Linked DNA regions of Mus musculus: region 1 is linked to region 2. A link is a contact called in public promoter capture Hi-C data. All regions are on one chromosome and are shown on one strand. The core of a region is the stretch at or near the end of the contact, and the rest is flanking DNA. Distances in the headings are between cores, read along the strand shown. Region 1 holds the start of Gars (glycyl-tRNA synthetase). Region 2 holds the start of Hibadh (3-hydroxyisobutyrate dehydrogenase).

Region 1 (2,927 bases), core at 234-2,733, 2.4 Mb after region 2:
AAATATGCATGAGACTGCCAAGCATGTAGCCATGAGAACGAATTTCGGACCTGACTCCTGGAGACTGGGGTTTGGAGTTATTTGTAGATAAAGAAGCAGGGTGGCCTGAGGTGTCAGAAAAGTGACTATAGGTGAAGACTAAGGACGCATCAGCGATCTTTGTCAGGACCCCTTCACTGGATCTATGTTTCTAAACAATGGTGGCAATAGCATGTTCTGAGTGTGAAATTTTAAGCCTCCAGATTTCAAAAGGTCACCCTTGGATATCTGTGCAGGCTGCAGGAAAGGGCCAGGAACTTAAACTGGTTTACACCTTCAAGTTCCTGAAAAACACCAAGATTGCCACAGCACCCCAGGTGTTATATCCAGTAAAGCTAATAAAAATACGCGTGATCCCTAAAATTGGCAGTAAAAGCAACTTGGAAGCAAATGAAGAGCGTCACAAACCTCCTCTTGCTTAACTTTTGTCTTGGGGATACTGGGTAAACTAGTAACTACCTTGTGTCTGGTTCTTCACCCTAAAAAACAGCATCAAAGATTTCTGGGAGTTGAGAACGTGTGGTCTCTCACTGCATGGAGTTGGGTTCTCTGAAAGAGGGCCTTGAGCCAGGTTCATTGCCCTCTAGACTGTCCACTGTGTAAAAAACCAGCTAACCAATCACAACAATAGCACAAGGATAATGATGGTCTTCTTGATATTTGTGAAACTGGAAGGTGGTATCTCCCGGTTGGGCCCATCATCTGGCTGACTGGCTGTGAGGTGTCCACAAGTTTGGGAGCATCCAACCTATATAACTTCTGCAAGAGCTTTGAGGCTAGAGTTCCCCTGACTGCTCCATGAGGTGGTTATCCAAGTAAAATCACTTTTCCTTTGCCTCTACACCTTGTCTTTCAAATTAACTGGCATGCCCTGAGAAGAACAGCAACTCTGATTCCTATAAATAGTCCGAGGAACATTGGGTCTTGAGCAATATTTTTGTTTTTGCTGTTGTTGTTTGTTTGTTTCTTAAAGACAGAGGCTCACTGTGTATTTTAGGCTGGTCTTGAACTCACGATCCTCCTACCTCGTCTTCCCAAGTGCTGGGATTACGGATGTGCATCACCATGACCCACTAGAGTTATAGTAACTCTAGGTTCCGATTTTATGTGACTTTATATACTCTTCTAAACAATGGGCTGAGGAAGAAGCAGAAGTATGGGTGTTCCAGTGGGGCGATTCGAGCGTCTGGGACAACAGAGAAGCCCACGATCTAAAGGTGCTCGGGCATCTAGGTTAGGACTGCACTCTCAGAAGCCATGTCCTTCTGTGCATTTGTCTGGAGCGTCCTCTTCACACATTTTTGAGCAAGTTGGTGCCCTTCCGGGTTCTCTGCCGAATCTGCGGTTGCAGACGCGGCGGCTGCGCGCGCCTGCGGGAAGTGCGGCTGCGCGCGCCTGCGGCCTGGCTGCGCTATTTCATCATGCACCGGGCGGGCCGCGCGCCGCTTCCGTAGCCGCCCTGCGCACCGCCTAGGCGGCGTGCTCATGCCCTGTCTGCTCCCCTCGCTGCTCAGAGCCACCCGCGCCGCGCTGCCGCTCCTGTCGCCGCCCCGAGTGGTCGCAGCGTCCGCGTCTCAGCGGCTCCTCAGCGCTCCCGCGCAGCCCGCCGCCTCCCGGAGCAGCATGGACAGCGCGGAGGAGCTGCTGGCCCCACTGCGGCTAGCCGTGCGCCAGCAGGTACCGACCCTCGCCCGCAGCCGCGCGCCGCACCCCGCTCCTGTCCGTCCTTCCCCTGTCCCCGCGCTGCGTCGGCATCCGTGATCCTTGGGCCTCGTGCCCTCTCTGCGTACCCCGAATCCAGCCGTAGGCTTCGCCTCCCTCTTTGAGCGCCCCGATGGCTCGGCTCAGCGGCAAGCTGATGCTGCGCGCTTCTTTTCTTTAGTCTTGGGGATGCTTTGGGAAGCGTTCCCTTCTCTTTATCTTCCTTGCTTCAGTGTTTAGCCTGAGGACTGGCTCACGGTCGAAACGTGGCTATGGGGAGGTGTCGACCCCCCACCCCCCTCCAATACTGATGCGAATTCATGATCCCTCTCCTGTCATCTTTCTGCCTTCTGAAGAGAGTGTCTGGAACCAGCGAGCTTTCGGATCAAGCTGGAAATTGTAGATGGACTGACCGAGCCACTCAGTGAAGTCATCCATTCTTAGGGTGGAACACCTGAAAATGTCATTTTGCGGAAGGGAAGGGAGGTTTCTTAGCTGGAGAATCTGGGGATTTAATGCAGATCTCCTTTTTTTACTGTAGCACTGAGTGGTGGTGATCAGACTTAAGAGGGAAAGGAGAAAAGTATTTGGAATGATACCCACACCCAGTGAGAGCCAGAGCTTACAGTAGGGCCCGGCATCCATGACCTACTAGCTGTAAACACCGGTCGGGTTGCGCCTGCTCTGGCGCCTGATGCAATCGTTTGTCTAGCTAAGGAGGGTGGAATCCTGTCTTAAGGATAATTCATTGGAGCTGAGGTGCTGCAGCTTCGAGGAATTCTGCCACTTTGCTCCAGTTTGAGCCCGACTCAGTTAATAGGCTTTCATTTTGATTTTCACTATGGGCTTTATTTTTTCTTTTTTTAATTGTATGTTCTGTACATTCAGTCTCCATCCACCTTCCACTCCCCACATAAATGTATGTGTGACTCCTTTGTTGTTTTGTTGTGACCTAACTCCTTCCTTTGGAACAATACATCTAATTTTGGGGGAAAAAAAAAAGCACACACTGCAAACCCCTCCCTCTGCCACGTTAGCCTGGAACTGCAGTACATAGTATTCCTCTGTAGTAAGACTGAATGTAGTTAACTTCAGGACGCATTGATCATGGAGAGCCTTCCTGTACAGCTTGTGTGACCTTCATGTCCTTTGTTGTTGGTTTTGACTTGTTTTTTTGGTTTTATGTG
Region 2 (2,977 bases), core at 357-2,856:
AATTGTAAGAACTTTCATAACCCTTAAAAGGTACATGAATGGTTCAAGAAACTATCATTAGTCACCTTGTAAAAACACTAAACAGCAAATATATCATCCTGAACTAATCAGATCTCAAAATGTTGTACACTGATAAGAAAACTGCTGCTCCCTTCAAAGTGTTTTTAAAAAGAAAAAAATTATATCCAAAATCATGTGTTTGCATCTGGCTAATCACAATTCCTTATCTGTCATCTGCTACCTATTGCACACAAATGCTCTTCCAAAGCAGAAAGAAATTTCATAAGTTTTTCCTGAGGGCAAAGACTGGGAGCTGCTCAGAAATCAACTCCCAACATATTTCTTACACAAAAATTAAAACAAGTGAACACAAGCACCCTGAATCCAGAGCCTCCTGCATGCTAAGCAAAGGCAACGGTGTTTTGTTTGCTAGTCCTGTATATGATAGTGCTAACCAGCACATTGTTAAAATAAACTTTTACATTTAAAAAAAAAAATCCTTCGGTATCTCCCACAAATCAACCAATTTTTTTTTTCAACACATGTTCCCAACAGGTTAACTGCTAGACAAGTAGCATATGAAAACCCTCATGGGAATTTTTCTTTATGGTCATGTCCACAGCAAATGAGAAACTGCATTCTAAAAGCCTTGGTAATGACCATTTCAACCAATTCTTAATTAAAGAGGTGTCTTGATGTCCTAGAAAATCCAAGAGTCAGGGAGAAACAAGGGGTACTTCCTGGATCTTGTTGGAGAAGTCCCAATTTACTCATTCTAAGGCCTTGGGAGATCCTCATGTGAAAAGCAGTTCTCAGATATTCATGTCGCTCTAAAAGCTTAAAACCTGGTCACTTTCCATACTTGCAGCACAGCATAGTAGTCGGTTAGGTTATAGACACAACTTTGAGGCAAAGAATTGTGGTTAATATTTCGACAAAAGTCCACCACTTTGAGGCAGCACAACTCCATTTCATAATGGAGTTCGCTCTGCTTGCTGGTCAAGGGTGACAAACTTTGCTGGATTTCTAGGATACCGCCATGCCACCGACTAGAGTAGTTAAAACACAAATTAGGCCTTGAAGTCTGAGGGAGCCCCCGCTTAGGGTGAAGCCAGGGAGCTGGAAGGCCAGGGGTCCCAGAGGTGGGTGCGGTGGGGTCACCTCTGGAGCTGAGCCCTCCAAATGTCCTAGGAGCCCCAAATCCAAAGCGCACGCCAGGGACCCAAACATTCCTCCCTTCATCACAAGCTGTTCCTGGGTCCCGCAGAGGAAACGCTGAACAATCTGGAGCCGGGCATAGGGCAGGAGTGGAAGGCTGACGGCTCAGGAGGCAGTTACAAGGGGGCCCAGGCCTAGGAGGCGACCACAATTGTCGCTTTTACCCTCAAACCAACCGCAGCCCTTCGGGCGAAAAGCCCTCCTCGGATGACCAGAGGAAGAAGAGCAGATGGGGCGCGAGGTCCTTACCCGCTGCAAGGCTGCCCACGGGCCGCCGCCGGCCGCTCCAGTACCAGAGGCCGGAGGCTGCTCCCCGGAACCCCAAGGAGGCTGCCATGCTGTCCCCCGCCCCGCCTCCGCGCCGTGACCTCCGCCGCCTCACACACGGCCTGTGAACTACGAGTGTGCGCAGCCGGGATGGCCCGCACCTCCGTAAGGACAGCTCGCGCACGCGCTCTCCTTGCTCGGCTTGGACTCCGCCCAGCGCGGGGCGGAGCACTGTGTTGAGAGGCGTGGCCGGAGTCGGGAACAGTCCAATCAGGATCCCGAAATCCATAGACGCCCTGCCTTGCCTCCGGCTCCTGCTGAATTTACAACCTTTGGGTGAGAGAATTCTTGTTTACCCAAAAGCTGAGGGGTGTGTGGGAGGCGGTGGCTGTCGCTCACTACCGCCTCCTCCGAGCACCTGCACTGAGCAACTGCCTCTTCACTGGGCTGCTAATTGTTTTTCTTCCTCCCAGACAAGAACCGCAGCTACTGCAGTATTAAAGGAAAGAGCAGAAATGTTGTGTTTCCTAGTATAGGGACTCATTTTTAACTTCAGTAATAAATACATGGACCTCCCAGGGTTAACATATATATTTTCAGCGTCTGTTGAAACACAATCACAGAATCTACCATGTGTGTAATAACTGAAATCTATGTGATATACAACTCAATGGTTTTTCCAGTCGTATTTGAAAAGTAGTAGGGAAGTAATTTAATAGCACTGTTCTCTTTGAAGAGTAGAATTTCTAGGAACTTACTGAGTTCCAAGAAATGCGTCAATGTTTAAAATTTTCTACAACCTGCATCTTTTGAACCCAAAATCTAATGGTACATTTAAACCCAGGAAGTAGTATATATGTATATTATAAAAACAGATATTTTGCTGATCTTTCCTTATTTGACTATTTGGTATATTTGGTGGCTTAAATAAGCATGGCCCCCATAGACTCATATGTTTGAGTGCTTGGCACATAGGAGGTGTGACTTTATTGGAGAAGGTGTGGCCTTGTTGGAGGAAAGGCATCACTGTGGAGACCAGCTTTGAGGTCTTACATATGCTCAAACGACAGCTAGTGTGGCACACAGTCCCCTTCTGCTGCTTTCAGATCAAGACCTAGAACTCTCAGCACCAACTCTAGCGCCACGTCTGCCTGGATGCTGCTATGTGCCCCACCATGATGACAATAGACTAGGTCACTGCAACTGTAAGCCAGCCCCAATTAAATGGTTTTGTTTTTATAAGAGTGGCCATGGTTATAGTGTCTTTTCACAGCAATGAAACCCTAAGTAAGACAGTATACATATTTGAATATCTGTTCCTTGAGGATAATCGCAAAGTATTCAATTTCCACTGGAGAATTTTTATCTTCAGTACACTAAAACAAGACTTGTAACCTTTGAAGAAAAGTAGGCCAAGAGGCAAGAATGGGGCTTGGGGGGTAGGGGGAGGGCAAGCAATAAGAAAACCAAGATGCCTACCTTCCATCCTCAA

The links. Promoter capture Hi-C pulls out the DNA fragments that hold promoters and counts their contacts.
Region 1: a contact with region 2 is called in a promoter capture Hi-C map of liver, with 4 times the contacts expected there. The contact joins the promoter of Gars here to the promoter of Hibadh in region 2. A contact is called at or near these places in 4 of 39 promoter capture datasets (cranial neural crest, liver and pre-B cells).

Annotation. Positions count from the first base shown.
Region 1 is chr6:55,036,518-55,039,444 of GRCm38.p6, forward strand. Gars (glycyl-tRNA synthetase) reads left to right here and starts at 1,484. Exons shown (of 17, transcript NM_180678.3): 1 at 1,484-1,716. The coding sequence starts at 1,525.
Region 2 is chr6:52,638,694-52,641,670 of GRCm38.p6, forward strand. Hibadh (3-hydroxyisobutyrate dehydrogenase) reads right to left here and starts at 1,607. Exons shown (of 8, transcript NM_145567.1): 1 at 1,468-1,607. The coding sequence starts at 1,555. LOC115490472 (a small nucleolar RNA gene) reads right to left here and starts at 662; the gene lies at 541-662.